Linked DNA regions of Sus scrofa: all the other regions are linked to region 3. Evidence: chromatin contacts called from public Hi-C data. All regions are on one chromosome and are shown on one strand. Each heading gives the region's core, a stretch centred on a gene start, on an enhancer-like site or on the middle of the called end of the contact. The rest is flanking DNA. Distances are from core to core; before and after follow the strand shown.

Evidence for each region. A called contact is a pair of places that touch in the nucleus more often than the background predicts.
Region 1: a Hi-C map of liver shows a contact between it and region 3, with 6 times the contacts expected there. The contact joins two enhancer-like sites. A contact is called at or near these places in 2 of 47 Hi-C or Micro-C datasets (epiblast stem cells and liver) and 1 of 2 datasets of contacts at active chromatin or transcription factors (alveolar macrophages).
Region 2: a Hi-C map of liver shows a contact between it and region 3, with 8 times the contacts expected there. The contact joins two enhancer-like sites. A contact is called at or near these places in 1 of 47 Hi-C or Micro-C datasets (liver) and 1 of 2 datasets of contacts at active chromatin or transcription factors (skeletal muscle).

The regions. Positions count from the first base shown.
Region 1 is chr13:53,707,084-53,710,630 of Sscrofa11.1, reverse strand. All of the region lies in intron 1 of LOC110256273 (a long non-coding RNA gene), which reads left to right. Among named protein-coding and RNA genes, the nearest start is that of RYBP, 100 kb to the left of the region's middle. Within about 2 kb of position 1,735, at least 19 of the 83 cell types and tissues checked have an H3K27ac peak or open chromatin away from gene starts, as enhancers often do. A contact at or near this core is called in liver, where this site is marked.
Region 2 is chr13:53,853,501-53,856,964 of Sscrofa11.1, reverse strand. No RefSeq gene overlaps it. Among named protein-coding and RNA genes, the nearest start is that of RYBP, 46 kb to the right of the region's middle. Within about 2 kb of position 2,149, at least 3 of the 83 cell types and tissues checked have an H3K27ac peak or open chromatin away from gene starts, as enhancers often do. A contact at or near this core is called in liver, where this site is marked.
Region 3 is chr13:54,149,441-54,153,339 of Sscrofa11.1, reverse strand. All of the region lies in intron 6 of SHQ1 (protein SHQ1 homolog), which reads left to right. Among named protein-coding and RNA genes, the nearest start is that of SHQ1, 29 kb to the left of the region's middle. Within about 2 kb of position 1,274, at least 16 of the 83 cell types and tissues checked have an H3K27ac peak or open chromatin away from gene starts, as enhancers often do. A contact at or near this core is called in liver, where this site is marked.

The DNA of each region.
Region 1 (3,547 bases), core at 486-2,985, 440 kb after region 3:
CAATTATCCTGATCAGCCCCTCCCAAAGCTAAGGATTAGCATTATCCCCTTTGACAGATGAGGCAATTAAGGCTGAGAGAGGACAAATGACTTGTCCAAGGTCACACAGCTGATTAAGATCCTTGGAGACCCTGGAGGGAATATAGGGCAGTTGTAGGGCTCCAGAACAGATGCTGAAACCCCTTCTGGCCTCTGTGGGAGTTGAAATAGGACTGCTGTGTTAAAATGTGGTGTCTGTGCCTTTCTGGGCTCCCAGGACATCTTGGCAGAATACAGACTGGCCACAGCTCAGAGTACTAAGTCTCTAAAAGACTGTTTACTTCAAAGAATGGTGGTCTTTCTCAACATAAATCCTCCCAAACTTTCAAAGTGTGATAGTCAGGTTTTGCTGTGATAACGCTGCATAACAAACAACTCTCCTCAAACTTTGGGAGCTTCCAGCAATATCTATGTATGGGTCTTGCTCTTGGGTCTGTGGGCCTTCTGGAGTAGCTCTGCTTCAGGCTTTGAGTCTTTGACCAGGTACATTCCATGTATTTCTTCCTTCTGGAATAAGTGGTTACCCAGAGGATGTCTTATGGTAAGTGGCAGAGGCACAGAAGACCTAATGAAATGAACCAAACACTTTTAAAACCTCTGCTCACACACACTCACTTACATCCTGCTGGCCAAAGGCAATCCAGTGGCCAAGCTCACTGTCACTATGGGGAGATGACCAATCCACCAACCTGATCGACCATTCAAATGCATCTCACTCCAAGGCCATCTTACCTGGCTGCAGTGGCTACAGGCTTTGCTTCTTATTTCCATGAGGATAAGGCTGGACATTTCCCAAAGGAACTTAACCAAAGACTGAAAGGGAGTGACAGAGAGGCTGTCCTGGATATCTGATGGTTCTGCTTGCCAGGAATGTGCTCTGCTAGTGAGTGATTCTTGATTTCCCTTTGGTGAGTCACTCACCCCATTCTCAGTCTCTGACTGGGGGGTGAGGATGCTGTCCTCACCTGCCAGCTTCAGAGGTGGATACCTGATCCTTTTCTGGCCAATGGGAATACTCTCTCCTCTTGACCAAATGATTAGTTCTGAGCTGGTCCAAGCTGGAACACTGAAAATGATACTCAGGACTTGTGCTAAAACTATTAGAACAGAGTGATATGTTTCCAGAGATTTTGTGAAGCAGAGTGGAGCCTGGAACCTTGGGTAGCTATCTTTGTACTTTTGGTAAAATAAAGTGAAACCTACACTGAAGAAAACAAGGTCAAGGGATGTAACAGAGTTGTGAGAACATTTGTTGAGCATCTGGATCCAGCTATGCTGGAAAGCCCGAAACTCTGCAATAATTCTTTTTGTAGTTGGAGGTAGGCTTGGGCCAGATTGAATTGGAAAGTTGTCCCTTGCAACTGAAAACAACTTACTAGTTCAGAACTAGATCTAAATGGGGTATTGTGAGATGGCTAAGTTCAGCCTTGGGTACAAATCCTAACCTTGCCCCTTAGAACTGTGTGGCCTAGTTGAGCCTTGGTCTCCTCATCTGTGAAATGGGAACAGTAATACTCACTTTAATGGTTGTTGTGCTGATAAACCGTATAAAACAGATTGTCTGGGTTTGGCAAGTTGTAGATCGTCAGTGAACAGTTGATGTTTATTATAAGCAGAAGATTGAGAGGCAGGCTTCCTGTCTTCCTGGGCCAGTGTCCAGCCTCCTGGTTTGTTTGCCCGCAGATCCCACAAGTCACACGACATTCCTTCCTGTCGCCTGCGGGAGGGTGGGGTTGGCACGAGCTCTGAGCTCTGGCCAGCTGTACCTTCTCTCCCAGAGCCTCCCTCTGGCCTGTCTTCCAGGCCCACGTCTGGGCCCAGAGGGCTCAGCACCTGAGAAATGCTGCTGTCCCAGCCCCACAGCCCAGCCCCAGCTCGGCCCCTGTAGGGGAGGCCTCTCCCTTTCCAGAACCACAGGCTTTTAGAGACAGGGAACTCAGGAGTCCTGGAGCTCCTTTGGCTTTGCTGTCAGGGCTCTTTCCCAGCTAGGAAGTGGCAGGCCCATAATTCAAATCCTGTTCTCTGCCTCCACCCTGCTCCCTCCCTGGGAGAGAAGTTGTGGGTCTGTTTCAAAACTTACTCGCAGGGGGGTCACTGACAATTTTAGGACACATGCCAATGAATGTTTTCAATTTTTTTTAATTTAATTTTTTTTTTTTTTTTTGCACCTGCAGCTTATGGAAATTCCCAGGCTAGTGTCAAATCAGAGCTGTAGCTGCCAGCCTACACCACAGTCACAGCAGGGCCAGACCTGAGCTGTGTCTGTGACCTACGCCACAGCTCATGGCAATGCCAGATCCTTAACCCACTGAGCAAAGCCAGGGATCGAATCCACATTCTCATGGATACTAGTCAGATTCTTAACCCCATTAGCCACAGTGGGAATTCTCGAATATAGTTCATTTTGACAGCTTTGCACTCAGTGGGGTAATTAGCCCCCAGCCCTTCCACAATAGAAAGCGAGGTCACAGGAGGGGGATTCCAATCTGTTTCATCCTCTTGCATTTCCAGAGACTTGAATAGTGCCCAGCACATAGTCAGTGCTTCATAAAGGTTTTATTGACTGAATCAATGAATAAAAGGGTGGAGTTCCAGTCGTGGCTCAGTAGTAACCAACCCGACTAGTATTCGTAAGGATGCAGATTTTATCCCTGGCCTCGCTCAGTGGTTTAAGGATCCAGTGTTGCCAGGAGCTGTGGTGTTAACTGCAGATGTAGCTCAGATCCTGTGTTGCTGTGGCTGTAGTGAAGGCTGGCAATTGCAGCTCCGATTTGATCCCTAGCCTGGAAGCTGCCATAGGCTGAGGGTGCAGCCCTAAAAAACAAAAACAAAAACCCAAAAAACTAAAAACAAAAGGGGGGTGGGTGGAGAGAATGCATCGCTAGCAGAGCTGGTTCTCAGAGATCAAGGTGTCTCTGGAAATCTATTTGAATAGGAAAATGTTAGGTCAGTCTGAAGACAAATACCAAGGGAGGAAAAGCAGCGTGTGTATGTGTAGGTGGAAATAGTGGTCAGGTGGAACCTGGGTCCCTGGATTCATGCAGTGCCAGGTGACTCAGCCCCCATGTCTGCTCCAGCCAAGCAGTCTGTGACGCTTTGTGGGCTGAGGCAAGAGATGAGCCTGCCGGTCCCAGGTGTATGAGTTTCCTGTGGTTGTCGTGACAAATTAACCACCACCTGGCTGGGTAACAGCTACAGAAATGTCTCCTCTCACGTTTCCGGGGGCTAGATGTCTGAAATCAAGGTGCAGACAGGACCATGCTCCCTTTGAAGTCCTTGCCTCTTTCAGCTTCTGGTGGCTCCAGGTGTTCCGGGGCACGTGGCCACATCACTCGAATCTCAGTCTCTGTCTTCACATGGCCTTCCTCTCTATGTCAGTGTCTTCCTGCTGTCTCTTAAAAGGACATGTCCTGGGGTTTAGGGCCTCCCCCCTACCCAGTGCTAACCCAGGGTATCCCATCTGGAGATCCTTACTTACATCTGCAAAGACCCTTCCTCAAATGTTCTG
Region 2 (3,464 bases), core at 900-3,399, 300 kb after region 3:
CTGACTTCCCATGTTAAGTCATAAAAGTCATGGAAGTTTCTCTTCTGTTCTCTCTTGGATCACTTGCTCTGAGGGAGGCTAGCTGCCATATTAGGAGGACATTCAAGCAGCCCGGTGGAGAGGTCCACGTGGTGAGGAATTCCTGTCAACAGGCATGAGCTATTGTGGAACTGGATCTTCTCACCCTGATCCAGTCTTCAGATGACAACATTCCCAGCAGATACCTTGACCCCATCCTGATCCAGGACCTCTAGCCAAACCACGCTCTAATTACTGACCCACAGAAACCGTGTGAGATCATATTTATTTTTGTTTTGAGCTGCTAGTGTTTGAAGTAATGTGTTCTGCTGAAAAAGGTAATTAGTAGTCCCCCTCTTATCTATAAAGTTTACTCCTTTCCTTTCCAAATTCTCTCTCCCTCAAGGCTCAAGTCAAATTCTTCTTCCTGCCTGAATTCTCCAACCCAGAGGGATCACTCATTCCTTAAGCCCATGCCTGTCTTTCTCATTTGGGGTTCACTGGATGGAACTAGAAGGAAAGACAGCTAAAGCCAAACCCAATATCTGTTGTATCTTTGTTAGTAGATGACTACATAATTTATCACCTGTACCAGACACTTCTGAGAGTGAAAAGGGGTGCTATTGGAGGTCTCCCATGGTGCAGTGGGTTAAGGATCCAATGGTGTCACTGCAGTGGCTTGGGTCGATGCTGTGGCCTGGGTTAAATTCCTGGCCTGGGAACTTCCACGTCCACAGGAGCAGCCAAAGAAGAAAAGAAAAGAGGGGAGTTCCTGTTGTGGCGCAGTGTGAAACCGACGAATATTTATGAGGCTGTGGGTTTGATCCCTGGCCTCACTCAGTGGGTCAGGGATCTGGCATTGCTGTGATGTGCCGTGTAGGTCACAGATGCGGCTGGGATCCTGTGTGGCTGTGGCTGTGGTGTAGGCTGGCAGCTGCAGCTCCAATTCAACCCCTAACCTGGGAACTTCCATATGCTGCAGGTTTGGCAAAAAGAAAGAAAGGAAGGAAGGAAGGAAGGAAGGAAGGAAGGAAGGAAGGAAGGAAGGAAGGAAGGAAGGAAGGAAAGAAAAGTGGTGCTATTAGTAATGATCCTGGGAATCAGTAAAATCCAGGATGGTTTTAGGTAAAAAGATATCATTCAGTTACCCCACCCCTAAGAGGTGCCAACACCTCTCTGAAAATGTAATAAGAGAGAAAAAATTGTTTAGGAGACTTGCAGTTTTACTTGCCTAATGCTTGGATGTACCAAAAAAAAAAAAAAAAAAAAAAAAAAAAGAGTAGCTTCTTTATTTTGCTATAATAGATATTTTTCCTTGCACATCTCCACCCAGCTAAAGCGTCAAGAGGGAAAATATGATTTTATGCCAGGCTGGTAATTTATTTATTTATTTTATAATGATTTTTATTTTTTTCCATTATAGCTGGTTTCCAGACTGGTAATTTAAACAGTCTCTGAGCAGTTCTCACTGTGGCGCAATGGGATCAGTGGTGTCCAGGGAGCACTAGGATGCAGTTTTGATCCCCAGCCTGGCACAGTGGGTTAAGGATCCAGTGTTGCTGAAGCTTCAGCTTAGGTCACAGCTATGGTTTGGATCTGATCCCTGGCCTGGGAACTCCATGAGCTGTGAGGTGGCCAAAAAAGAAAACAAATTAAAACAAAAACAAAAACAAAAACAGTCTCCGAGATTGCTCAGTGGTGACATGTCTGAGCAGAGGGGGGAGTGCAGCCAGAGTTCCAAGCCCCATCTCCCCATCCCCATCATTGCCAAATCCCCCCTCATCACTTAAGGTGAAAACATGGGCATCTGAGGGACCAGTAGAAAGTGGGAGAAGATCCTTTCAAGAATGATTGGTCTGAAGTGCTACCTGCACTAAGAGGCCATGAAGGGACTATTTTCCCACCTTTGGAGCAATGTTCTAGTACTGGAGCCATCTCTCATGGGTATGGGGGTTAAGCCTTACACAAGTGCACCCACAGAAGGGCTGAAATCTGGCCAGGGCTTTCCTAGGAGAGCCATGAGCAGGTGGGGCTGTGTGTGTCAGAAGAATGAAACTCTTTCCAGTTTGCACAAAGGCATTCCATGAGCCAGGACAGAACTTGGCCAGTGCCCAGGGTCCAGGTTATTGGCTCTTGGCTTGGCATGCTTTGCTTGTGGTGGCTTGTTGGTCCTGCTCACAGGCTAGAGCTGGTTCCAAGCTCTTTTGGCACCTCCCTGATCCCATATGAGGCCCACGGAAGATTCTAGATCTCCTATATTACTGGTACAGGCCACAGAGGGTCCAAGCATCTTCCTTCCTATACAATCCTCTAGATAACCACCTGTACACCATTGCTTCTGGCCCCAGAGACACATGGCTTTAAGCTAGAAGCAGATCCCCACCCCCAGGGGCTGGCAAGACTTCCTTGCCCTGTGCCCTGGATGTGATCCACTTACCCTGGGTAGTCTTACATTTTCCCCATCATTTTCTGGGTGTTTCTAAATCTCCTCTCCCTAGAGACATTTGACTTTATCAATAGTCTGCAAGCTCCCCTTCCTTCCCACCACCCTCCCAGGATAGCCTAAACAGGCTTGGGGCATTACTGGGAATAACAAAACTCAGTGATTAAAAGCCATACCTCTCCACCTTTTCCCTGTGGTACCACACATCACACAGAAAATTGTGTGTGTGTGTGTGATCTTGGAGGGGATCTGGAATCCCTGGGGATGGCTCTAGAGGATTAGTGGGGTACCTAGCTGCCCAGATCCTGCCAGGCTGTTCTGAGAGCAGATGGGACCAAGTCTCTTGGGGCCTGCAGAGGCACAGTAGCTGCAAAGCCCTATATAGAGCCCTAAACTTGACTTAGTGAGAAAGGAACTAGGAGTTCCTATTGTGGCTCAGCAGGTTAAGAACCCAACATAGTTTCCATGAGGATGCGAGTTTGATCCCTGGCCTTGCTCAGTGGGTTAAGGATTTGGCATTGCTACACACAGGTGCAGCTCAGATCCCAAGATGCTGTGGCTGTCATGTAGGCCGGTAGCTGCAGCTTGGATTCCATCCTTAGCCTGGGCACTTCCATTTACCACAAGTGTGGCTATAAAATGGGGGGGGGGAAAGGAACCAAGTAGTTGAGAAATACCTGTCCTCTAAAAGATCCTTGCTTTCAAGGCCATTGTCCCCACACAGATCAAGAACATCAGCTTAGAGACCAGTGCTGATCAAGGCCTATTTATTCGAAAAGATCTTTCTCCTTCCCTGGGGTGGTAAGTCTTCTGGCACAGCTCTAGAGGTGGGCAGCAGCAAGAAAACAGTGTCAAGGGGGAAACTAAAATATACAGGATCCCTGACCCAAGGATAAGGATGGGACCTGCTCTGGTGGTGGGTCGGGATGCAGGGGTGTGGCATCAGTGGGTGAGACCTCAAGGTAGCAGCACCCTTGAGACCCAATACCTTTGGTTAGACTGC
Region 3 (3,899 bases), core at 25-2,524:
ATAGATCTAAAGAGTTCTTATCACAAGAAAAATACTGCTTTCATACATGTATGTGTAACTGGGTCGCCATGCTGTACAGTAGAAAAAAATTGTATTGGAATAACTATTAAAAAATTAGTAAATTAAAAAAAAGAGAAGTATTGCTTTCTGTTTCTTTAATTTTGTGTCTATATGAGACGGTGGCTGTTTACTAAACTTATTGTGATAATCACTTCATGATGTATGTTAATTACTAAAAAAAAAGAACGTTAAAAAATTAGCAAGGCACATGATTAAGGAAGAATTTGAATTCGCATCTTGTAAATGTGCCAGGTGTGGGGATATGCATAGGCTATAAAGTAAATATGGGGCTCAGGGTTTAACGCCTTGCTCCTCCACAGGCTGGCTCTGTGATGTGGCAACTTCTCTGGGTCACTGTGGAAATCCTGTATCTACCTCAGAGAGTTATCGTGAGGATTGAGCTAGACACTGCTGTCCTTAAAACCCATAGCATATTCTAAGTCTTAGAAATTGTCATTATAGAGTAAGTCAGTGGCAGGAGAGCCAGGAATTGAATGGCTTCCCTTTGAAATTCCAATTTTTGTGCATTTCACAGCTTTAGGGGGAAGTTCTTTGTTAACACGATTCCTCTCTCAATTTTTGTTTTTCTTGTTTGAATATTTGAGACACCCACATTTGGAGATTTAAATTGAAGTATGTTGAACCAGTCTCAAATATGGGAGAAAAGAAATAAACCAAAAAATAAACTTCGAAGTTCCCAGCTCACTCAAGCAGCATGTTGCTGTAGTTTTTCCCTTTCTCCTCTCCCTCTTTTTTCCTTTGCCTCCTGGGCCTTCTTGTCATTGCAGTGGGACATTGCCAGGTGAATATAGTAGTGTAGGTTAGGAGTGCAGCTTTGATCCCTTCCCCTCATAAAATACTAAGCTGGATTGTTTTGATTTCCAGATAAGCCTTAACATGGTGAACTTTGCCCCTGTCTTTGCCTTGGTTACAGTGCTTGTCATTTTCAGTGTCACCCTGAGTTTCATTGACATCTTCTGTTTGGTAATGATCGGGATCGCCCTCCCTAAAGGCTTGTAAATGGAAGTGTTAAATGCTGTGCTCCCACTGAGCTTTGGTTTCACGAGGATGAATTTACCACATTTCCCGTGTTGTCTCTCAGTGGTTAATCTCAGCCCAAGAATCTTGCCACGTGACTGCTTGTTATGACACCACATAACTTTTATAGTCAATGAACTTCCTAGCAGGGACATCCTGTTTGCCACCAGTGTTTTCAGGGCGAACTGTCAGTGTCGGCTCTGAAAGCTACAGCACCTCAGGGCTGCTAGTTTAGGCCAAGGGCTTACGTGCAGCACACTTTCTCCTGATTGCCTTAATCTGTTTTCAGAAAGTGTACAATGTAATGGATTTGCATTCCTCTCAGAGGAGTCAGATCACACATGATTTAACTGTTGACCCACAGAAGACAGGGATGTTTGGAAGAGGGATTTTGACAGAAGGGAAAATGTCAAAGTAACAAAACTAGACAAGGTTCTAAGAGGAGTGACAAGGTCCCTTTCCGTTTTGATGGGAGCCTCTTGGCAGTCCCCAAATGTATTAATGGGGTTTTTAATGTTGGGTGGTGGTCTTGGGCCATTTGCTTCAGTGTTCGGGCACCAGTTTCTCTACCAAATGAACTGAACATTCAGCTGACTTTTGTTTGACTGTAGATTATTTATAGAAGTGTAATTAACCAAAATGTTGTGAACTATATAGCAAAGCTGCTTTGTCGTATAGCTAAGTCATGCAAATGCTCAACAAATGTTACTGGTGGTGGCAATCGTCCAGTATTGTTGGCGCCACATCTAGTTATTTCCAGTGCTGCTGCTCGGTTAGACCCAATGGTGTGCAAACCTCCCCAAGTTCTCCTCTGGGTGATTTGATTTACAGCTCTAATAAAAAAGGGCTGGGAGAGCTCAGACTTTTGGTTTCTCTGGTGATGTCCTGGTTTGTTGTTTTTGTTATTTATTATCTCTGGTTTCTTTGCTTGAGTTTCAGAATTTAAATACTTCTGTATATTATCAATGAACTGCTTAGGCCAAAATGGAACTCAAAAACACTCAGAAAAAAGTGGTGGTATTTTAAGGGAAGGTTGGGGCACCCAGGATTCTGGAATTCAGAAGAGTACTTTCAAGTTGACTATTCTTGTGTGTATGGTCATGGAAAGTGACCTGTGATGTGTGAAAACACCTGTGGGTAATGTAACATCAGAACCCACACTTCCCAGGTCGTCCTTTATAAATTGTTGAGCACTTACTGTGTGATGGCTTAAGAGTAATGAATAAACCTGTTGGTGGGTTGATGTGTTATTCAATGGTTCTGAGCCTCTTTACATTGTGGTTCAGAATTACATGGAAGCAGATGTCTTTATTAGCCAAGTAGGATGTAAAGGCTAGTGAACACGAACACCTGGCACTTTCCTAGTAGCTACTTTTTTTTTTTTGGCAGCACCTGCGACATACGGAAGTTCACAGGCCAGGCATCAAATCTGAGCCAAAGCTACAGTCTACACCTCAGCTGCAGCAACACCAGATACTTAATCCACTGCACCAAGCCGAAACCCGTGCTTCTGCAGCGACAGCACTGGATCCTTAACCTCCTGTGCCACAGCAGGAACTCCTCCTATTAACTGAATCAATGAACATCTCCAAAACTATACCTAAGGGAATATTCTCTCACATCTTCCTGCTAAGTACCACAGATCTTAAAATACTTTTTCAGGTCCGCTTTCTTCATGTGGTGAAGAAATATTCCTTCTTACAGTTTCCTTACTTTACTTTAAGTGAACTGAGAGCTTCTAGTTAAATTGAGGAATCTTTATATGAGTCCTTTAAGGGAACAATCACCACTCAGTTTACCTGTCATATGAGTTTCTTTTTTGTTGTTGTTGTTGGCCGAACCCAAGGGAAGTTCCTGGGCCAGAGATCAAATCCAAATCACAGCTGTGACCTCTGTCCCAGCTGCAGCAATGCTGGATCCTTAATCCACTGCTCCATAGCAGGAACTCCACGAATTTCTTTTTTCTTTTTACAGTGGCACCTGCAGCATGTGGAAATTCCTGGGCTAGGGGTCGAATCAGAGCTATAGCTTCCAACCTGTGCCACAGTAATACCAGATCTGAGCCACATCTGTGACCTGTGCCACAGCTTGGGGCAGTGGTAGACCCTAAACCCTCTGAGCAAGGCCAGGGATTGAATATGCATCCTCATGGACATTATGTCTGGTTCTTAACCTGCTGAGCCACAACGGGAACTCCCATGAATTTCATTTTTAAATGTCAGTCTTTAAAGAATGCTTCAGGCCAGGCATCAAATCTGAGGCCTACATTAAATTTGAAAATATATACCTTTCTTCATGTTGCTGGCCAGCAAATTAAATACATTATTTGTTGCTGATGTAAGTTATTTATTGTTTATAGAAGTACTGCTAGTACAAACATTAAATTTTTAAAAATATAGTTGAAAAAATAATTATATTTTATGTCAAAGCCTTTTTTTTTTTTTCACTCTAACATATTTAAATGAGTAAAGGAATATCGCTTCTAGTAATTTCAAGTAAGCGTGTTTAAGATTTTTTTCTCTCCCAGAGGACGGACTACAAAAAACTGCTGGAAGGAAGCCTTACAGCAGAAAGAAGCCATGTTAAACTTAAGACTCCTAAGAGAGCATAGAAGTGGGATTGGAAAACGATATGTGAAAAGGGGCCATTATGTGGGAGTAATCATATTCCTTCTGGCTTTTGCCCAGTTGTGAGGAGCAGAAGGACAGCCTCTTGTTGAGCAGAGACAGAAAGGGACTGGGGCTTCGCTAGCTTTCAGGAGAGTATTTTAGGAATATTAAAAAGGCAGTTTAATAATTCTT